2 separate regions of the Zea mays genome follow, and region 1 is linked to region 2. Evidence: chromatin contacts called from public Hi-C data. All regions are on one chromosome and are shown on one strand. Each heading gives the region's core, a stretch centred on a gene start, on an enhancer-like site or on the middle of the called end of the contact. The rest is flanking DNA. Distances are from core to core; before and after follow the strand shown.

Evidence for each region. Hi-C and Micro-C count contacts between places; a contact is called where the count stands out from the background.
Region 1: a contact with region 2 is called in a Hi-C map of leaf mesophyll, with 2.4 times the contacts expected there. The contact joins the promoter of LOC100272681 here to the promoter of LOC100282857 in region 2. A contact is called at or near these places in 4 of 25 Hi-C or Micro-C datasets (endosperm, leaf, leaf mesophyll and 1 more).

The regions. Positions count from the first base shown.
Region 1 is chr6:169,254,714-169,260,112 of Zm-B73-REFERENCE-NAM-5.0, reverse strand. LOC100272681 (NADH dehydrogenase [ubiquinone] flavoprotein 2 mitochondrial) reads right to left here and starts at 2,082. Exons shown (of 10, transcript NM_001147137.1): 1 at 1,826-2,082; 2 at 1,655-1,735; 3 at 1,495-1,560; 4 at 810-926. The coding sequence starts at 2,053. LOC100304390 reads right to left here. Exons shown (of 7, transcript NM_001165826.1): 7 at 4,848-5,280. The coding sequence ends at 5,029.
Region 2 is chr6:168,957,573-168,962,874 of Zm-B73-REFERENCE-NAM-5.0, reverse strand. LOC100282857 reads left to right here and starts at 2,818. Exons shown (of 6, transcript NM_001155763.2): 1 at 2,818-3,152; 2 at 4,805-5,008. The coding sequence starts at 3,081.

The DNA.
Region 1 (5,399 bases), core at 833-3,332, 300 kb before region 2:
CCCTCCCCCCGCCGCCCCCAGCCTCCCCACACGACCCCGCCGCCCCCTCTCCCTCACTCGCACTGCCGCCACCGTCGACCCCTCCCTGAAATTGTAGCGTTAGCATGAACTATATGCTAGTAAGAGCTAAGGTTGAGATGGTTTGAACAAGTCCAATAGAGACCTCTAGAGACACCCGTGCATAGTGGGATCCTAAGGCGCGATAGCAATGGGAAGATATAAAGAGGAAGACCGAAATTGACATGGGAAGAGGCAGTAAAAGGAGACTTAGAAGGATAGAATATACCCAAAGATTTAGCCTTGAATATGAGTGCATGGGAAACAGCTATCCATGTCCCTGAACCTTGACTTATGGGTTCTGTTGGATTTTTAACTCTAGCATACCCTAACTTGCTTGGGAGTAAAAGGCTTTGTTGTTATTGTTGTTATACAAGAGCTAAGGTAACTCTTGGTAAGATATTTGTCAGAGTTAAAGATAATTGACACTGCACAAGACATTGCATAAACCTGTCGCCTAGTATGTGCATGTTATTTCCCTGTGCACCTAGACAAAGTTCAATAGGCAAAAATGTAAAAATCCTGAAGAATTGGATACAGCGAAGATTATCCTGGAAAGGATAAACGACAAGCTGCAACACGAAGCAAGGGCCAATCAAGGAGTTTCTGCTATATATTACAACTGAAATGTAACTCTGTAAGTGCTACAGTGAATGAATGCATAGCTACAGGTCCATGTTTTTTGTCAAATAGAACATAACAAAACATATTAGATGCAGATAATTGTATAGTTTTCACATAGTAGAACTTACAGCATCCATTGCTGCAACTGGCACCCATCCACCATGCTGCTGCTGTGCAAGATCAAGCAGCGGAATAATACCAGATTGCTTGTAGTTGCTTGGATAGTGAGACAGAATCTCATTGACCTGAACCAACATTGAAACATATAATTTGAAGTGCACTGCTAACAAGGTCCATACTGCAAATATTAGTTGCATTCACCAAGCCCATCATTAGGCCAATAAGGTATAGCATTAAACCCATTGACATATTACATATGCCCACTGGTGAAGTGTTGTTCCCTCTGTTTCAAATTATAAGGTGTTTTGGCTTTTCTAGATACATTGATTTTACTATGTATTCAGACATAGTGTGTATCTAAGTGCATAGCAAAAGCTACATGTCTGGAAAAAACAAAAAGTCTTATAATTTGGAATAGTAGGTGTACATTGCAAGGATATCTCCCTCTCATAATTCATAAACCAATAATCAGTTAAAACTTAAAACTACATCATCCAAGTGATTCAAACAATCCAGTAACATCACCGTCCCACTGGGAACAATATCTTCACTACCATATCTGAGACAACGAGGATCCAAGCACAGGAATGAACAGCATCTGACATAACCAATGCAAACCTAACCAACTTAGCCTATTGAGTAGAGGTATAGGCGAATCACAAGCAAATGCAAGGGTAGTCAGTAACATGGTACCTTCTTCATATTCGCCTGTGAGAACTCCCATTTCATGTCCGGCTTGTTCTCCGGGGAATCAAGGTGCTGCAACAACAACAGAAAATGCCAACTCATCTGAAACTATCAACCACCAACCAGATCAGGCAAACGCAGGGGAACGGATCCGAGGAGTGCTTACGTAGTTAAGAGCCGTGGAGAAGGGCCTGGTGCTGGAGACGGAGCCCCTGGACGCGGCGGCGGAGTAGCCTGCGGAAGCGATCTGGAGGGAAATATTCCCCGGAGGAGATCAGACGATTAGTTTGGAGAAAATGGTGGGAGTAGGGATTGGGCAGAGAAGATTAGGACTAACCGGAGAGGAAGCTACCCGGCGGCCGGCGGCTTCCGACGCAGATGCGGAGGCGAGGCCGAGGAGGCGGCGGGCCGCAAGGCGCGCGGCCGGTGGCAGCATGGTGGCGTGGCCGGCTGTGGGGGACGACGGAGCGGGTGAAGGAGGAGGTATCGGCGTGTGGCCGCCTTGCGAAGCCTGCGAGGCCAGGTAGAAGTAGAACAAGCGACCTGTCTTCCGCTTTCTCCGCATCGCTGAGACACGAGCCTACAGGCCTAATGGGCCAGATCTGATTGTCTGGCACCAGTTTGAAATTGGGCTTAAAGTCTCTGGACGTTGTAGACTGTTAGGGCCCGATACGGCTCTTGTTTGAGCATGAGCAGCAACTTCTGCGTAGAGCCAGAGGAGTCGTGAACACTTTTTTAAAGAAGGAATTATTTTCTGGTAAGTGATAGAGCCCCATTTAGTTGAGGAGCCGGAACTGCAAAAATTTGTGGAACCATGTGGTTCTACCTAACAAGAGCCATTCTAGTTTAGCTATGAATATATCTATATTTCATTTTATCGATCTTTTGATTAGCGAATCCTTATGGCATGTTTGGATGGGATCCAATCCCTATGCATCCAAACCAGGTAATATAGGGCCTGTTTGGTTCACTACCTCAGTTGCCACAATTTGCCTAACTTTTCTGCCTAAGGTTAGTTATTCAATTCAAACGACTAACCTTAGGCAATGTGTGGCACATTTAGCCACAAACCAAACAGGCCCATAATATTTGGTCCGAGGAATTACTCCATTCTAAATATGTTAATATATCATGATTTTTTTAAAAAAAATGGTAGAATGACTTTATTTTTCAAAGCAGTACTAATATATATCAACTCATTCTATTTTACAAAATCAAACGTAAGGATGAGAAGTGAGAAGATGACAGACTAATTCATTTCTTACACCAAAGACGCTGCATCACTCTCACATAAGGGTGGTAATAGACTCTAAATTTTACATTATAAAATTTAATAATCGGATCCGATTCAGTCTTATCAATTAATAATAAGTGCTTAAACAGAATGTGAAGAAACATTTGGATCATGATCCATTACCACACCCTATTCTCACCTTCGCACATTCGGTCTTCCCGCAAATCCACAAAGTAAAGTCTTCATCCATCTCTGTTCAGTCATGGCCTCATGGGTTTCAGGTGCACACTTGTTTGGTGTGTCTCATAGTCTCGAATGAAAAGGTTGGGGTCGAAATTAAGCTCTATTCGAGTAAACATTACTGGAAACATTAACATCGTGGATGCCACAAATGCTCAAGATATGAATCTTACTCTTTGAAGTCAACATCCAACGAAGAGCGTACTCCAATCTCACTCACAAGATAGAGATCTACGCAAGAGTGAGGAGTGAAAGAGAGAGCTTTACAAGCATGAATCAAGGGTGTAACCATGAAACACCTAGTCAGTTAGGGTTCAAAGAACCCAAGAGTAATATAATGAAAAACAAATCGTTGGTGAATGCCATAAATGCTCAAGAGGTTAATCTTATTCTTCGAAGTCAACATCCAACAGAGAGCTTACTCCAACCTCACTCACAAGATAGGAATCTACGCAAGAGTGAGAGGGATCTATGCTTGCTTTTTTCTCAAAGTGGTTGAGTAAATTGAAATTACAAAGAAAAATAGAAATGCAAGAAAGAAAATAGAAATAAATACTTCAGCTAACGAGGGATCCATGGCTAGAAATTTGAGGTGATGTTCAGAACTTCCGAGAGATTAGGGAAAAAGATAAATAAAGTAACGAGCAAACTCTCTTTATAGAGGATTTCAAGGGATTTTTGGAGTAGTTTTAAGAGCGTTAGAAGTTGATGTGTAATTTTTTTACGATAGTTGACACCTGCAATTAATATTTTTTTCAATCCATCTTGATAACACGGTATCCAACATTTAAGAGAAGACGATTAAATAAATATAAATTAGAATTAAACTCTCTTCTTAAATTGAATCGCAATGTTGTATCTTTCACAAAGTTAGAATTGAGGGGTCTTACATTTTATTTACGCTTTTCACTGTTGTATGTAAATGTAACTCCTACAAAAAGCTCTTTATATGCATGTCATCCATTCGCCCCGACCCATAAATAAGATTGATGCACTTATAACATAATTACTGGCTGGATGACGGACATGTTGAGACAAAACTTGTTTCGGTCATATCTAACTTCGTTCCACCAAAATCTCACATAAATTATAGCTGACATAGAAGGTACGGTGAAAAAGAAACTAAAGCTACAAATATGACAAGAACACAAGTTTTGTACTGTATTTAAGATACGATGCTAAAAAAAGTACGGCACATTGTTAACAGCTAGGAACATAGAACGTGGTCAGCTTCCTCGTTCTAGGAACAATTGTGTTTCCATAGTATAAAAAACTTGTAAAAGTATAGTACCACGTTGTTCGTCCCAACTGTGGAGCACATCATAGAAATGGCAACGAATAAATGGACTACATAAGGACATGTATAACTCATTTAATATGATGTCTTTTGAGTGGTCTTTAAGAGACTAAATAAAAAAAATACAAGAGTTTTCATATACCTTGTCTTTTATCTGCATTGATGATCTAAGGTATTAGGTTGTACCATACAATCTTTTAGTCGTCACTTATATTTAGAAAACCGAACTGGTGTTTCGTAGTTGTATATATATGTCCTGACTGCCTAAAAAACTAAGGCATGACTAATGTACGTCTTGACAATTGTTAGACATGTAGCAGATCCCAAAGTCCAGAACGTGCAACGGGTCATCTGACTGATACTTGGTCGTATCTTATATGCATCGGCTGATATACTATATAACACCACCCTTATTAATTAGTTCTTTTACGACAAGCCGCAATCCGATGCTTGCACTGATACTTCATGCTAACAAACTAGTTTTCTCAAGCAATAAATTTGCGGTGCAAAGCGTTTTGGATCGCATCATACAAAATGCATTGCGAAATTCGTATGTTTGGAAACAAAAGAAGAAGATAGGCCACCTCCACAATCAAAGCATCACATTAGCTTCATCTTTCCCCGTTTTTGGATGATGCGCCTGATAAGGGCATGTTCGGTTACGAAGGAATCTATTCAGAAATCGTTCCAGCTGATCAACAATCCGGCTAGGGAACGATTCCTTTGGAAGTTGGAACCGAACTAACGAACGAACGTAGCAGCTACACGGCTATGCCGGTTTGACGAAGCGCCCCTCGTTCCTCTCGATGGCAGCCTTGAGCTCCCGCTGCGCCGACACCCTGGACGGCGACATGACCAGCAGGTCCTGCCACGCTGACGACGAGCCTCCTGTCGGTTGGCCGTCGGCGTATAGCTCATGGACGCAGTCGGCCTCCTCGTTCAAGCTTCGTAGCCTGTCCAAGCAGCCGATTTCTTCGGGATCCACCAGTAAGCTGCTCTCGCCATCCTTCCATCCTATCAGCTGCAACACGGGATCGATCGGCTCTCACCAAACATGATAATAGCAGTGGAAGGAAGTTGGCGGCCATGCTTGGAAGTTGGAAGACAAGAACGACATGCCGCAGGAATTTAACTACCCCG
Region 2 (5,302 bases), core at 1,569-4,068:
AGCCGACTCGGGCCGCAGAGAACAAGACCGGTGTCCCATCAGGCTAGCTCCGCCAGATAGGCAATGATGGCGCCCCGCATGCCCTGTGACGACGACGGCTCTCAGCTCTCTTACGGAAGCAGGGGGACGTCAGCAAGGACACAACCACTCCGACAGCTGTCCCTCCGCCAGGCTCCGTTGCTTCTCCGACAACCACGACACCACACCAGCTGGGTGCCAAGATCTCTCCGGCTGCCACATTGGCATGTACCCAGGGCGCTAGCTCTCCCCCGCTAGACACGTAGCACTCTGCTACACCCCCATTGTACACCTGGATCCTCTCCTTACGCCTATAAAAGGAAGGACCAGGGCCTTCTTAGAGAAGGTTGGCCGCGCGGGGACGAGGACGAGACAGGCGCTCTCTCGGGGCCGCTCGCTTCCCTCACCCGCGTGGACGCTTGTAACCCCCTACTGCAAGCGCACCCGACCTGGGCGCGGGACGAACACGAAGGCCGCGGGATTCCCATCTCTCTCTCTCTCTCTCACCGGACTCCGCCCTCCTCGCTCCTTTCTCCCCTTCGCGCTCGCCCACGCGCTCGACCCATCTGGGCTGGGGCACGCGACACACTCACTCGTCGGCTTAGGGACCCCCCGGTCTCGAAACGCCGACAAGCAGGAACTTGTTTTCTATAGTAGCTGCTAGACTGTTATTTCACTAAGTCTTTGCTGATATCAAGCATCATGACTATACTGAAGACGAGATTTACACTGAATAGTTAAGTGCCTGTATGTTGCTACGGTTTCTATATATCACAAGAGGTGCATGCTTGATCTAGGCCACACATAATCGAGAGGTGTAAGTTAGATTCCAATACCTTCCCAAGTAATTTAACTCTATAATATTACAATGCAATATTATAATGTTTGTTCGACATCAGTACATCTATTTGTGTCGACGTATTCATAATAATATTACATATTTATATCGTCAATATAATATTAGTGTTACATTGATATTTTGCCGCATAGATTTTGTATAACATAGTAATATTTATCGTTACGTATCTATGTTTTATACTAATTTTTAACTTTCGTGGCAACATATGGGTAGACACCTAGTATACATTATGCTAGTATTTAGTAGCGGGCCTTTACCGGACCTGCAAAAAAAAATCAAACTGTATCATTGGTCATGTAGGTGAGGTGTGGCTTAGTCACGGTCCGTGCGCCGCCCGCACAACACCGAACTAGATTATGTTTGGGCCAGAAAAAAGTCATACTTTGGGCGGTTGGGCCTAGGTGTCGTGCCACAGGATAGGTTAGCTGGCTAGGGGGAGAGGCTAGCACCGCCGTTCTCCACTATTCAACCGTTCGACGTTTGACGACGCTTGCCTGGCGCGGTTCCCCTCACTGCCCTAAGGGCTTGTTTGGGTAATCTTGAATTGGAGTGGATTGAGATGATATAAGATGTAGAGATGACAATGGGTACCCGAAACCCAAAATCCGATGGGTTTTTACCTCTTTAAAGTACGAGTTTAGATCAATTTTTATACCCATGAGTTTGTTAATGGGCATAAATCTATACCCGGCGGGTTTATGGATACGGGTTTGTTCCTATAGTACCCAAACCCGTGAACCCGTGGGTTTTTTAAACCCGACGAAACCTAGTGCATATTATCATTTTATTTTATAAACGAACAACAAACTTGTTATTCCTTATATACTTCCTAATTTTTATCAACTGTTGAATGTATCAGTAGTCGGTGAGAGTGTTGTTTGCTTGCTATTATAATTTTTACTAGCGTTATATATGTGGTGGATGGATAATTTAGTGCAAGGACACTTAATTATACAACTTATTATTTGTATTTCATTATCTCTACTAATAATTTTTATACCAAATCATGAACTCGTTGTTCATTACATAAATTTTGGATCATGATCTCATTAATCATTACAATACTTATTGATTATGAGAGGAACACGTATATTGGAGATGAAACCCGCAGGTAACCCATGGGTACCCGCTAACCCGATGGGTACGGGTTTGGGAAAAATCTCAACCCCGTCATGGGTACGATTTTTTAATGGGCATAGATATTTTTCATGGGTACGGGTTTGAGATGGCAAAACCCAGCGGGTTTGTACCCGTTGCCATCTCTAATAAGGTGTATTGGAGTATAATATAAACTAATTTCTCTTTCAATCTCTAAAATACACCTCAATCCACTTCAATCTATCTTTATCCAAACAAAGCCTAAAAGCTGGTTTGATGGACATGGAGGGGATCTCCCTCCCATGAAATCCCTCAATTTTCTTGTCCACCAAACTAGCCCTGAACAAAAGAAGGTGGCGCGGGGTTTTCTAGGGTTTATAAGTCAAGTCCGGTGCATAGTTAAGAAAAACAGTAAGGGTTGATTTGGTGACAAGGGGATCCCGGGAGGATTGGAGGTGATTGAAGGGGAAATAAACTAATTTCCCCCTCAATCCCCTCTAATCCTCCGGGGATCCCGAGTCACCAAATCAGCTCTAAGACGAGATAAGGCGAGTAACTTTTTTACCTTTTAAGCGATAAAACCTTTTAAACGATAAAACGTAAGATAAGACAACGTCTTAATTATAGTTAAAAATAGAAAAATATTATATTTAAGAAAACATGTAAAGACAAAAATATTAATAAAAAGAGTAAAGGGATAAATAAAAGTAAAAGAGTAGTTTAGTCGGCCCAAATTAGTCCACTTAGCCCATTAAAATTAGGTTACTTTTCACTCCCTCCAATCCCAGTATCCCACTCCCAGCCGCATCCCTCTCTCCCTACTACCTCTCCCTAGCAGCGGAGCAGCTTCTCTCCCAGCCGCAGCTCCTCCCTCTGTCCCCTCTCCCAAAACCCCTCTCTCTCCACGCTTCTCCCTCACTCTCCCAGCCGCTGCAGCCGCGCTGCCCTCCGCCCCGGCGCCCGTCGCGCTGCCCTCCCATCTCCCTCCGGTGTTGTGTTGTCATTTGTCAGGTAGCCGCCTCCCCCCCCCCCCCCCCCCCCCCCCTCTTCAGCTTGTTCTCCGCGGCGGCGGCGGCGGCGGCTTGGATCGGAGCGGAGGGAGAAGATGGTGGCATCAATCAGGGTGCCCAAGACCCAACGCGCCAGGAGGGAGCTTCTCAAGCACGCGCCCAAGCTTGTAAGCTTCCTTCTCTACCCATCCTCTCACCCTCATTCCCTTAACAAAACCATCCTGCGACGTGCAAGAGTGGAGAGGCACCCCTCAGGTGGACCCCTGGCGGCTGCCCACAAGCGGATCTACGACTGCAAGATGAGCGACCGTGCGGGGGTTCTCCACCAAATTAGAGCCCCCGCCCCCACGATTCCCATCCCAAAAGAACCTGCAGATTAGTTGCGCATACTCCAACGAATATAGATTGAAGAGAGATAGAGTAAACTTAGCAAGTCTTTCGAGTGAATCGAGTTGCTTCGTCGTACATCTAACCTAGTATATAATATCAGAATATCCATCGATGAGGATCCTTATGTCAGTTCATTATCATCCAGATTTTGTACTCATCTGCAAAGTACAAACTATAAGGGCAGGGCATGTATGGCGAAGTGGCAAGAGGAGAAATTTTTATTTTTAGGACTCCAAATTATGTGTTTCACACTTCTTTTGCCATTTGTAACATTGACTTCGTAAAAATGTCTCAAAACATGTCATACTTGGTTTCATGTCATTTTAGAGATTTTTACCCTTCTGTGCGTACACATGCAAAAGACATAAGGACGCAGAAAGACAAAAATGTCCAAAATGGCATTGAAACCAAGTGTGACATGTTTACGAATGACAAAAGTGCGAAACACATTGTTTGGAGTCCCCCCGATATCCAATTTTCTCTGAGAGAGAAGCCTTACCACTGAGCCAAAGAGTCAAAAGTCCTAGGTTTGACACAGCCTCTCTGAAAAAAAAACAGAGGTAAGGCTTGCCTGGGTTATTCTTTCTCTAGCTCCCACTCATGTGGGATCTGCCAGCACTGAATCTGTCCTACAAAGTACAAACTAGCCCGCCTGATCTTCGTGGTACGGCACTACATCCCTGCTGATGTAATAAACGCACAATTGCACATGCTCTTCAAAATGTGTGGGTATGGCCATGCTGCCTGTGGCGGGCTGCCACCAGAATCCGTCGCCCTTCTTGCCTATCTCTCCCCTAGTTGTCCACTTCAATTGACGCCCTCAATCCCTCATACACACTGCGCCCTCACAAGTAGGGTTGCTGGTATCCCAAACACATACTTTAGTGTTTCATTTTTTTGGCAAACACATGGAAATAAGACCAAAGTATCATGCTTGCTTGCATAGCTTATATATGTGCGATTACTAAAAAAGGATATTGTGCTATTGGATACTAGTAGGGCAACTCATCGTCATAAAATGTCCTGATCAGCCACTACCGTAGAAGTAGAACACCCTGTCTGTGCTGCCACCCAGCAGGGTCAGTGTGCATGAACCATCTTAGAACAAACAGTATTCCCGAAGCAATCTCGGGATAATCTTTAGCAAGTCCTGTGTGATGTTCATATCCTTTTTAATGATGATGATCTGTATAATCTTTTATCAAATCAAACAATGGGTTACCTAGCTGGCTAAAGACATGACCTTTTGGCATAATGTGCAATGCACTATGCTTTATGCTGAAAATCATGTGGCGTTTTTTTATCCTAGCTATTTGCTTAAGAAGGTTCTGCATAATTTGAACCTTGTATGCAGTGGAAATAGAAATAGCATGTTTGATGCTTTGTGTTTCAATCTCACATCTACCTTCGGCTCTGATAATTTTTCCAGGTTGAGACCAGCAAGAAGACACTGATCCTCCATGGTACCAAGACTAGTGCTGTGTTGAACTCTGTGCTGTCAGATATTTACCACCTAAAGCGTGATAATGCTGTGAAATATACCAAGAAGAATGACAACATTAGGCCTTTTGAAAGTGGTGGAGAATCTTCTCTGGAATTTTTCTCCCTCAAGGCAGACTGTAGCCTTATAGTGGTGAGTGACATCATTTTGACTTGTTCATAGTTTGCCATTTGGATGAATGTTCGAAGTACTAGTACTAGACCCCATTGGGAAAAATGTTGTGATCCTGATGTTACAACAATTTATAATGTGGATAGAAGTAGAACAATCTAGTGGCTCCATAATGAATTTCTGTCAACCATGCCTGCTAAATCTATCTGTAAATGAGTATAATATTTTCTATTTCTGTTTCAATGCTTTATTATTATGTCATTGTATCTTAAACGTGGTGGGTTGTACCCTTGGTTTAAAGAGATTATCTTACTT